4 separate regions of the Mus musculus genome follow, and regions 1, 2 and 4 are each linked to region 3. Evidence: chromatin contacts called from public Hi-C and HiChIP or PLAC-seq data. All regions are on one chromosome and are shown on one strand. Each heading gives the region's core, a stretch centred on a gene start, on an enhancer-like site or on the middle of the called end of the contact. The rest is flanking DNA. Distances are from core to core; before and after follow the strand shown. Region 1 overlaps Gm30320 (a long non-coding RNA gene). Region 2 has its middle 34 kb from the start of Gm30536. Region 3 has its middle 27 kb from the start of Gm29679. Region 4 holds the start of Sulf2 (sulfatase 2).

Region 1 (2,700 bases), core at 155-2,654, 360 kb before region 3:
CTGTCAGGGATGCAGAGTGCAGAGGTCAAGAGAGGCCTGCCTGAGAAGATGTTGCCCAGAGCAACAACCTGGGGGAGGGGAGTGGGAGGGATTGGCCTAGACTCTGTCTTTGGAGGCCTGGTCAAGGCAAGAAACCAGGAGCTGAGCCATTCAGGACTGAAGTTGATACCCTTAGGGGGGCTGGTGGCTCACTTTCGGAAAATTACTTTCCTGTCTTTGGTCAAAATAGCACTGTGGGCAGCAAGTATTGTGTATAAGACAGATAATAAAAGCTCCCAGCTTATAGGATGGGTGTGTACACCCCAGCCTGCCCTGGGAGAAATCACATCACAGCAAACAGAGACCATCAGACTCTCCAAGGGATGGGCCCATCCTCCTTCCTAACACACAGAAGCAGGGCTTCTAGAAGCCATTTGCCCGTCCCAGCTGTTTTGAGTATTCCTCGCACCCGTTTTTTTATGAGTCTTTGAGAGGGGGACCTGCCTGTGTTGGCAGGTTTCAATTTCATCTCGAGTCTACTCTGCCTGGTAACAGAAGCCCCAAAGCACAGGAAAGCGACCACAGGCATCTGGAAAAGATTGACTTCTGTGTTTTTAATCACCAGAAGAAAACCCAGCCAGGGAGTTAGCCAGTTGAACTGAGAGTTTGAGGGCTAAGGCCAGCAGCAGCAAGGGAGAGAAGTCTCATGGGGCCCAGAGACAGTTTTCCCCAGAGAACTCCAGAGGCAGGCCCTGGAGGAGCAGCCAGGCTGGAAGCACAGGACAGGGCCAGTTTTGAAAGTTTGTTTGTGCCTATCCCATTCTCTTTCCTCTCTGAGTTTTTACCTTGGTGGTGGAAAAAGTGTTGTGATTTCTAAAGACAACTTCTTCCTCATCTTCCCCTGTGAACTGCCGAGCAAAGGATTAATTTAGATTTCTGCCATGCCGGGGCCTCTCTCATTAAATGAATCCCATTGTCTCGTGGAAGCCCAGGCAAGTCAGCTTAATGACGCCTCGCTCCCTCCAGTCCTGAGCAAACGTCCCGGGTGCTTTCTGGCTCTCTCTGCCATAGTTTCCTTGGCAGCTTTCCAGTTTCCATTCTGTTGCTCCATGCTCCAAACTCCTCCCCCACCGGCCCCACCCACACTATAGTCTGCACCCCTTTCTGATGCCTCGTGGGGTGTGCTTACCCCATTTCTATGGTTTCTGTTTCTACTGACAGTGTGACTGTACACAGCCAGGCTGTTTGGAGTTCTCAGAAGACATGGAGTCGGGTTCCTCGTGTCCCTGACAACAGTTCATGTTTGCTGGGATAGGATGTGTTGGTTGCAGGGAAAGGCAGACATTCTTATGCCCATAGTCGGAATAAAGGGCACACAAACACTTGTTCCTTCTAAAGGAACAAGCAAGAAAGAGTCCCAAAAAGTCCTTTCACTTCTCCATATGGGCCTGGATGAGGAAGTGGTCAGAGGCAAAGATTTCACATCCTTTAGCAGTCTGGAAGATTGAAAAGACAGAAGCTGGTCTGACATTGAACAGAAATCTCCATAAAACAATCTCTGCAGGGTGGATCTCATTGCATCTCAGACTGTGGCTGGGTGCTTCATGGACATATGACCTTCTGGGCTGAGACAGACAGAGCTCATGGAAACTTGGGCTAATTGGTTAGGATCCCCCCTTCTCTTGGACTGGTGCTCAGGCTGGAAAATGGGACCATTCTGAAGGCTTGTTGAGGGCAGAGAGTGGGCATGCCTCAGGGTGGGGATGCCGAAGGAAGGTAATGGGAGCTGGGCTGTAGATCGTGCCCTGAATATTTCTAGACACATAGGAGTGTGAAGCGGGTGTGGGCTTTGTAGCAGTCAGCTTTGGCTGTGTAACAAAGTCCCCCATCCTTCCAATGTTCATGGCTCACACAAGCCTTTGTTGCCTCCAGTTTCTAAGGGTTGGATTCGGGCACTTCCTGAATGGTTTGGGGGCTCCAGATCCATTGCGGGCTAGCAGCAGGGAGCAGCTGCAGGCCTTGAGGGTGTTCTTGTAAGTGCCATGGAAGGACAGACTCTGGGCTTGCTCACGTGGCCACTGGCCCCACATTCCCTTCCTAACCAAACATCCCCACCCCTGTACATCAAATCTGCGTTGTGTGGGAAGGGACATGGAGTCGAAGGGACAGGGATCAAGAAAGGCTGGCTGCTATCAATTTTATTTAAAAGGTCCTTAGAGGGGCTGAGGAGGCGGTTAAGCTTAAGGACTTGAGTTCCAGAGCCCACATAAGAAAGCTGGGTGTGGTGGCATGCGTGGGTAGCCCCAGTGCGGGAGGTGTGGACAGGAGGCTCGCTGGCCAACCAGTCTTGCCTAATTGGTGAGCTCCAGGCCGAAGAGAGACCTGTCTCAAAGGAGGTGGGCTGCATTTCTGTGACGGACACCTGGAAGGACAGGGAATGTGAAGAGATGAATCTGAGAGGATTGTGTCCCCATCTTGAATGTCCCCGCAAGCCTGGGTTGGTGCCATGTGACATGCGTTTGCTGTTTTTAATTTTCTTCTCTTCAGGGTAGGAGACAAAGCCTCATTAACATGATGCATTGAAGCAGGAAGCAAAGAGACGGTTAAATGACCTGAGAGGCGATGTTTGCAGCCAAACAGGGTGGCGTTGCTACCCCAGCAGTGAGGCTTGGAGAGGCCAGGAGCAGCATATGGGGACCTGGCTGAATGTCAGTAGAGAAG
Region 2 (2,700 bases), core at 100-2,599, 310 kb before region 3:
GGGCTCTTGTTATCGGGGAGAGAAACACAGAAGCTGTAGGCCATGGGAAGGTGGCTGCCTGCCCTCCCACACTATTAGCTCTCCGTCCACCCTTCCTCCTACATCTTATCTCAGGATGCTCTCTTACTGCAGAATGAGGTATAGAAACAGAATAACCAGTATAGGCACCATTAACGCTATACTCAAGAACAGATCAAAGGAACTGACTCGCAGGACACTGCTTAGAGTAGAAAAAGGACAATATTAGTATGCAAAAAAAAAAGTATCTAAACACTTCTGTGATGTGAGGCTCCTAAGAGATGTGTGAACCTGTGGCTTTAAAAGCAGCAAGATGTCAACCTCAGACACTACCTGCTTGAGACCTCAGGAGACTCAGGACAGGCGTGGGGTGGCCACAGGGCGTGACACACTCCACAGACATCAAAGAAACACCAAGCGCCGAGGGATGGCTGGCTGGGAAAGTCCCTGCCCAGTCGGTGTAAGCATGAGAACATAGAGAGAAGCTGGTGCAGTGGGGTGAGCCTGGAATCTCAGTACTGGCAAGGTGGGGACAGGAGGATCCCTGGGGGCTCAACAGCCAGACAGCTTAGTCTACTTGAATTGTCTCTAAAATCTTCCCAGATCTTTCACTAGCTACTGAGTTAAATAAAATTTTGACACATGGTTATTTGATGTTTGTGAAATAGTTATGACTTTATCTTTGAGAAACTGGTTCAAACACGGCAGAGATGAATCTCCAACTTTTTAAAAGTTCTTCCCTTTACTATATATTTTTTTAAAAAAATTATTCTCATCAAATATTCAGAAACATTAAACAAACAAAAACTACCCCGAAGTTCAGTGTGGATGCAGAAGGATGCAATGTTTGTATTCATGAGCGGAGGAGTTGTGCCCTGGGCTTTGTGGATCCTAGAAAACCCCTCTGGCTACACCTCCTTCTCTTGTCTGCTCCTCCAGGCTGGTCATCCCAGTAGATCACCACTATAGATCACCCCTGTAGATCTCCACTATAGATCACCCCTTTCCTCCCTCTCATAGGCTAAGCTCATGGCCATCTTAGGCTGTGGCTTCTGTATGTCATCTCTGGAAGCCAAGAACTGTGTTCTCCCTATTTGCCATCCACCCAGGCTCCCTCTGCATCGCCCCCCCCCCCCCCCCGTGAGCTCAAGTCTGCAATGGATGCTGTGGCCTGTGCTTTTGGGCAGAGACGGAGGTGCGTAGAGACACTCTGTCACGCTCATTGGATGGATGTGGATCTGCCAGCTGAGACCTTCCTCCTGGGCTCAGCTGAGTCATTTCCCCTTCCCATTTTGGCCTCAAGGCCGTGTCCACAGGCTTTCTGAACCCTCCTCTCCAGAGGGATGGATTAGGTTGGGTTGGGTTGGGTTGGTCAAGGGCAAAGTCAGGGCACACAATCCTCCTAGAGCTGATCTTCTCCAAGGGGGAAGTGGACATCAAATACCTGGCTTGTGTCTCCTGGGCTCCTCGGTGCCCTCCTACCTGGCTTTGTCATTACTTTGATCCTTTGATCAAACAATTTCTGAATGTGTGTGGGGCTTAGGGTTTGAAAGCCAGAGCCAGGCACCAGGCATGTGGGGATATGATGGACAGAGACTGGGGGCCCGGTAGGGAGGGGGTGAGTCACAGAGTCTGGATAGGGGACATATGAGAGTCTAGTGGAAGCAACAGAGAGGGAAAATCACCTTGACAGAGGGACCAGCTTCTGCTGATGGGAAAGCTGGAGAGTGAATGAAATTTGCAGTGACTCAGTTTTCCACGCCAGCTCAGTGGAACTCAACAAACCCAACTCAGCACAGTCCAGCCCAACTGGTTACAACCGATCAGATCCTTCTACCCTCCCCACCTGACTCCAGCCCATTCTGCTCCACTCCAGCCACTCACCCCTCCTCACTAGTGTAATTCCAACCTAGTCCAACTGTAGCAGCCCAGCCCTGGAGTCAAGCACAAAACCTTTTACTGAAGCAGTCTCCAGAAGCCAGCCTATGACCTCCAAGAGCTCTCGGCCTTCCAGGGAAAGCTGGTATTGGAGGGGAAAGGGGTGGACAAGAGCAAGGGACATGATGCAAGGGCACGGCAGCACAAGATGGCCGCTTAACACAACGCCAGGGAATGTGTGCAGAGTTCGAGCTGTAAGGAGAAAGAAGAAACCTCTTTCTTTCTTTACTCTTTCTTTCTTTCTTTCTCTCTCTCTCTCTCTCTCTCTCTCTCTCTCTCTTTCTTTCTCTTTTTTGAGACAGGGTTTCTGTGTAGCCCTAGCTGTCCTGGAACTCACTCTGTAGACCAGGTTGGCCTTGAACTCAGAAATTCGCCTGCCTCTGCCTCCCAAGTGCTGGGATTAAAGGCGTGTGCCACCACGCCCTGCTCAAGAAACCTCTTTCTATAGGGACCATCCATCCATTCATCCACCTATCCATCCACTGACTAACTCACTCATCCATTCACCTAACAAGGCACAAGGTATGTGTGCATTGATGAGAATGTACTCGTCCTAGGTGCCTGGGGCTGGAGGATGCAGGGGTGTGGGGAGATGGCGCTCTCTCCTGTAAGGCTTCCTTGAAAATTCACCCACAGCGCAATGCAGGGAGCCGACAGCTACCTAGGACTTTCCAGATAGAGACAGAGAAGAAAACACAACAGTGTGATGAAGGGTAGAGAGCAGAGAGAGGGTGGGAGGGAGGC
Region 3 (2,700 bases), core at 5-2,504:
AGAAACACATTCAAAGCTTGACTTTTACAGCCTCATAAAATCGCATCTGCCTCAAGCTCAGCCAGAAAGTGGTCAGGCCAAAACCACTCAGATGAGAAAACTCGGAGAAAAGCTATCAGCGAGCCTCTCTCGGTGCACAGCTACTGAGAAGAGTACGGAAGAAAGAGAGCAGCTTGTGTGTGTCAAAAGAAAGGTTCCTGTGAGCAAACATGCACCGTGGGGGGGTAGGAGGGGCTTGGGACAGCCTGAGGAGCGCGAGAGGCTCATTGTCCAGCCACAGACAGTCACAGTGCGAAAAGCATGTCACAGAGCATGCAGGACCTGAGAAGAGAAAGGCTGTCTAGATGGTGTCATCAGAAGCAGCAGGGGCTGGAGATGAAATGGTCCTAGAGACTGCTGAGCATCAACACCGCCACCAGACCCAAGGAAAGTGACTTCCTAAGCTGAGCACAGCTGAGCTCTGAGGACTCTCATGTCTCCATCAGACACTGAGACTCCAAATGGGGCCACCAGTCCCCAGGTGCCTGGTGCTCTGGTTTCATTTCTGTTCCTGTGATTAAAACACTCTCTCTCTCTCTCTCTCTCTCTCTCTCTCTCTCTCTCTCTCTGTCTCTCTCCCTAATAAAGAGCAAATTAAGGGAGAGAGAGGCTTATTTCAACTTAAAATTCCAGGCTACAGGCCACCATTGTGGGAAAGCCAAGTAAAGAACTTCCAACTGGTCACATCACAGTCCCAATCGAGAGGAGAGAGAATGAATGCGTACATGCTAGCTTGCTTGAGCTCAGCTCGAATTCTCCATTCATCTGCAGTTCAGGACCCATGCCTAGGGAATGGCACCACCCACTGTAGGCTCGGTCTTCACACATTAATTAGCTTAATTAAAATATTCTTCCATAGGCCAACCCAATATAGACAATACCCCCCGCTGAGACTTTCTCCAGGGTATTCAAGTTGTATTGACAAGCTGACAATTAGAGTTAACCATCTTATCTGAGAGCATGATGCCCAAGGGGCTTGCTGGGATTATGGGAAAACATAGCCAAAAGGCATTCTGCAGACTCCCAGGTCCCTCAAGGGTGATATGCAGGCCTTCATACATACACACATGCACACTCACACACACGTGCACACACTCGCGCACACATACAATCACACAAGTGCACTGGTGCTCTCAGGCTAGATCTGCCCCTCCTCCCCAGGGAACCATTGGAACAAATGTTGCTGTCACCACATTTGGCCTTCCAACAGCAGGAAGCAAGAGGAAGCCACATGACCAAGTGACAGCAGCCCAACCCTTCTTCCCTTGTGAACACAACTGGCTGTAGCCCCATGAGATGGAGTGTGTTTTGTTCATGGGGACAGAAGAATGGTCTAGAATCTTGTTTGCAGGGTTCAGTTTGGGGAAGCAGGGCTTCATACAGTTAAGGCCTGAAGGAGTATACCATATGGTAACAGATTCATTTTCAAATCCTTTTTTCTCCTTAAACATACATAAACCAAAGCTTCCTGGAATTAGAAAAGAAAAAATGAATTTCAGATCAACAAAAAAAAAAAAAAATGTAAATATGTACCAAATATTGCTTGGGACAGAGTTATACTAGAATAAATCAATTTGTTATTTATCTGAAATTCAAATTTAACTGAGGATCTTGAATTTAAATTTATCTATCAACTCTATACACACATGCACATGCAAACACAGACATGTGCACATACATGCACATACATACACATTCCTGCCCACTAGCACATACACACATGCACACATGCACAGACACGCACAGACAGACACATACACTTGCACACACACACCCATACACACACACTTATACACACACACTTGTGCCTACACACATTTTTCTCTGGATGAAATCTTATCTAGGAGAAAGAAAAGGGCAGAAAAAGCCCCCAACCTTTTGGCCCCGGGGCCCCTCCATCGACTCTGGAGGTGAAATTAGAAACCATCACTGGTGTCGTGGAGTGAGGGTCTCTATCCCTTTGTGTGAGACACAGTCATGGTTGCTCTAGCCTAGCCCTACACCTGTTCCAAATCCACCACGCAGCCCGTGACCTTGGACACCTCTCTTTTGCTGTTGGTTGGTTCTCTCCCACAGTTCAGCACATGTTTGAGTCTGGGGTTTGGCTTTCTGTCTGTCAGGATAGCCACCCTCCCCTCCCCGCCTTTCCATCTGTCCTCCACGTTTTCTCCATGGTGTGCCCTCGATGGTGTGCTCCCATGGGCTGCTCTAGAGCTCAGTCTCCTGGGTGACAGGGCACAGGCGACATGGGCTTTCCACAGACAACACCTGTTATTCTCCCCTGAAATCATTCACCTTGCAGACTGGTGAAGGTGATCTTTCAGGAGTCCAGCTCCCTCCCCCTGGAGCTGTGGGGATAAATAAACTAAATCAAAGCCTTTCGGTGACAGTAGAAAGACGGGGAACACAGAGAGAGCTCCTGGCAATCTGGCAGCACCAAGGAGGAGAGAGCCAATCACCAGAGCTGTCCTGGCATGGAATTTAGTGCTGTGAGGGATGGACAAGGTTGGGGGGGGCATGCTGGATATCTGCAAGTGAGGAGTCCTCCTACCCTCCCCTGGCCAGCCTTGTATTTCCTCCCTGGTGGGGGATGTGGGAATGAGGTTGATACTTGAACAAATTTTGTTTCTTTTGTTTTCTCACAGTAACTTAAGGCTTCAG
Region 4 (2,700 bases), core at 100-2,599, 380 kb before region 3:
TGGGTTCTGACCTGGCGCGGGAGAAGTTTTACGATTTCATTTGTCCTCCGTTCTGCGAGTTCCTAGTCCCTGCTTGCTCGGGTCCTGCCCGGACAAGCCACACGTGGTCTGGCTTCTAGCTGGCCCTCTGGATCTAAACCTCAAGGGGTCAACCGGGCCATGCTCCTGCAGCCCGCGGGTCCACGCGCCCTTCCCCGGGAACCACCGGGGCGCGGGAAGTCCTCCCCTAGCCGCCCAGCCTTGCAGACGGGGTCAAATCGGTCAGCCCCACTGAGGCCGGCCGGTACCTAAACCTCCGGGTAACACCCTCCCTGAGCCGGGCAGCGGGGACCGGCTGGGCTCACCTGAACCGTGCTCGCCCTGGAATCTGTGATCCGGGCCCGGCCCCGCGCCCCACTCACCGCGCGGCCCCCGCGGCCTCACCGCGTCTCTGCCGCAGCCGGGCCGGGCCGCGGGGCGTAGGGGACTCTGCCTTGCCGCTGCTCCAGCCGCCTCCGCGGCATCCCGGCTTCTGCTTCGCCCCGCCCGCCCCGGCCTCCGCGCGCGCCAGGACCCAGGACCCAGCCGCCTCCCGCCCCGCCGGGGACCCGGCGATTCAGCCATCGCTCCTCACCTCCGCCGCCGCGGCCGCCCCGCGCCCCGGCCCGAAGTCCCGGCGGCTCCCGGCCTGCTGCCTGCCGAGCCGGTGGCCGGCCGCGCTCCCGCCGCCGAGCGCGCACCCTCGCGGGCCCGGGGCGCACTCACCCGCACCCGCTCCCGCTCGCCCTGGGCGCGGAGTTGAGGCTGATGTGCGCTGAGCAGGGAGCTGCCGGCGAGCCGGGACCGCGCGTGCGTGTGTGCGCGCGTGTGTGCCACTCGGACCGGGGGCGCATCTCTTAGTCCACCAGACACCGGCGCGAAGTCGCGAGGGCCATGGATCAGGCCCCCGGGCTGGCGCGCAGAGAATCCAGCCTCTTTCCGCTTTTTCGTCCTCCTCCCTCCCAGCAGCGAGGAGCCAAGTGTTCCCTGAGGCGTGCGACAGCCCCGGCCCGGCGCTGCCCCTCGTAATGACACGTTAATAAATGTTTTCTTTTATCCGCTTTCACAGGGGCTCGCCCTGGTTTGCAAACACCCGGCAGCCTTAGCTGAAAGCCCCGCGCTCGCCTCTAAACACACACGCACACACTTGCCATTGGAGACGCCGGCTCGGGCCGATCCCCAAGCTAGATCGCGGGAGGAACTGCCCACGCGCCTGGGACCTTCCCACGCGTCTCCGAAGCTCTCTGAGAAATTAAGTTGAGCTCAAGCGAAAGCAGAAGCGTTGCCCAGACATGGGCCGGGAATGGGAAAGAAAGGGGAGGCCGGTTCCCTTGGTAAAGGGAGAACTCTGACTCCAGGTGGTGCTGTCTGCGCGGTTTCTGCCGTCCCCGAAGCCACCAGAGGCTTGAGGGGGCCCTGGCTGCCAAGGGTGGGTGAAGAGCCTCACAGAGCCCACCAGTAGCTTCAGAAAGTACAGCTGATGTGCTAGGGGGTTATCGACCCTGCGGTGGAACGGGGCGGGCCTCGGATGGAAACGTAACCCCTGAAAGTCTTCCAAGATGTTCATCCATTTATAGATACTGAAATCAAGACAGAGCCGTTAAGTTATTGGCCCAAGGTCAGATAGTTGGATCAGGATCTGAACCCAAGAAGCTGAGCTCCGGAGTTGTATCTGACCCCCCAGGCTGCGCTTATTTTCAAGATCCTCCTTCCCCTGGTGGGATTTTTCTAGTTTTCTGATGGATAGCGTTTGTCAAATTCACGTAGTAAAAATAACAGGGCACCGATGGAGATGCACTAAAATCACGTCCTCGCTGTTTATCTAAAATTCAAGCGGGTTGTCTGGACTGCGTGGGGGGCTCTCGACTCCGCCCATACAGTCGTTGTACTAACCCTGAACTTGCTTTCCTAAGCCGGGGGCAAGCCCCACCTTTGGCTAGTGTAGAGTCCTGGCTGGATACAGGATGTTAGGCGTGAGTATTCGCTTTCATGAACCCCCCCCCCCACCCTCCACCCCACCCCCAGGCATTCCAGTCTCAGTGCTGCATGAGAAGGGGCTGGGCCCCTGCAGCGCTGTTCATTGGATGCTTGGGGCAGAGGGCTCCCATCCTTGAGATTCTGAGAACTTCATTAGAAAGCACAAACACACAAACAAACATCAAATGTACAGTGCTGGTGCACGCCTGCAATCCCAGCTCTTGGGAGGCAAAGGCAGGAAAATAAAAAATTCAAGGTCACCCTTATCTACACACAGGGTGATTAAGACCAGTTGGAGGTCCAGGAGACCCTATTAAAACAAAACAAAACAAAACAAAACAAAACAAAAGGAAAAAAATCTCAGAAAATAAACCAATAAAACAGATAGAAAAGCAGGTGTAATCAGTTTCAACATCCCAGACATTTAATTGAATAATTAAATTGATTAATTTATATATCCTTATAGGGTCAACTCAGACAGTATTCTCGTGGCCCACATCTGTGATGCCTGCACTGGGAAGGCTGAGGCAGGAGGATCACCCAAAGTCAAACTTTCTATATAGTGATACTGTCTCAGAAGCACACGAAGCAACAACAATGTATACACTTGATCTTTTTGTATCCTTCTCTTTTTCTGCAACAGGTAACTTTACATGCTATACCCATCCTGGCTTGGGGTTCTCCTCCCAGGAAGAACAGCAGGTT

Evidence for each region. Hi-C and Micro-C count contacts between places; a contact is called where the count stands out from the background. HiChIP or PLAC-seq counts read pairs in DNA pulled down with a chosen protein or histone mark.
Region 1: a contact with region 3 is called in an H3K4me3 HiChIP or PLAC-seq map of bone marrow-derived macrophages, with 6 times the contacts expected there. The contact joins two enhancer-like sites. A contact is called at or near these places in 2 of 484 Hi-C or Micro-C datasets (the C10 cell line and bone marrow-derived macrophages), 6 of 115 datasets of contacts at active chromatin or transcription factors (acute myeloid leukemia, astrocytes, bone marrow-derived macrophages and 3 more) and 1 of 9 other capture datasets (embryonic stem cells).
Region 2: a Hi-C map of bone marrow-derived macrophages shows a contact between it and region 3, with 21 read pairs. The contact joins two enhancer-like sites. A contact is called at or near these places in 1 of 484 Hi-C or Micro-C datasets (bone marrow-derived macrophages), 6 of 115 datasets of contacts at active chromatin or transcription factors (T-cell acute lymphoblastic leukemia, astrocytes, cardiomyocytes and 3 more) and 1 of 9 other capture datasets (embryonic trunk).
Region 4: a Hi-C map of bone marrow-derived macrophages shows a contact between it and region 3, with 15 read pairs. The contact joins the promoter of Sulf2 here to the enhancer-like site in region 3. A contact is called at or near these places in 11 of 39 promoter capture datasets (3T3-L1-derived adipocytes, the HPC-7 cell line, Sertoli cells and 7 more), 1 of 15 datasets of contacts at CTCF or cohesin (the NIH/3T3 cell line), 4 of 484 Hi-C or Micro-C datasets (LSK cells, bone marrow-derived macrophages, cortical neurons and 1 more), 28 of 115 datasets of contacts at active chromatin or transcription factors (astrocytes, cardiomyocytes, craniofacial prominence and 17 more) and 2 of 9 other capture datasets (adipose tissue and pancreatic islet).

The regions. Positions count from the first base shown.
Region 1 is chr2:166,179,852-166,182,551 of GRCm38.p6, forward strand. It overlaps Gm30320 (a long non-coding RNA gene), which reads left to right. Exons shown (of 4, transcript XR_866951.1): 4 at 2,527-2,700. Among named protein-coding and RNA genes, the nearest start is that of Gm30536, 13 kb to the right of the region's middle. Within about 2 kb of position 1,405, at least 169 of the 459 cell types and tissues checked have an H3K27ac peak or open chromatin away from gene starts, as enhancers often do. A contact at or near this core is called in bone marrow-derived macrophages, where this site is marked.
Region 2 is chr2:166,227,287-166,229,986 of GRCm38.p6, forward strand. No RefSeq gene overlaps it. Among named protein-coding and RNA genes, the nearest start is that of Gm30536, 34 kb to the left of the region's middle. Within about 2 kb of position 1,350, at least 35 of the 459 cell types and tissues checked have an H3K27ac peak or open chromatin away from gene starts, as enhancers often do. A contact at or near this core is called in bone marrow-derived macrophages, where this site is marked.
Region 3 is chr2:166,535,862-166,538,561 of GRCm38.p6, forward strand. No RefSeq gene overlaps it. Among named protein-coding and RNA genes, the nearest start is that of Gm29679, 27 kb to the right of the region's middle. Within about 2 kb of position 1,255, at least 21 of the 459 cell types and tissues checked have an H3K27ac peak or open chromatin away from gene starts, as enhancers often do. A contact at or near this core is called in bone marrow-derived macrophages, where this site is marked.
Region 4 is chr2:166,154,334-166,157,033 of GRCm38.p6, forward strand. Sulf2 (sulfatase 2) reads right to left here and starts at 1,350. Exons shown (of 21, transcript NM_028072.5): 1 at 1,170-1,350.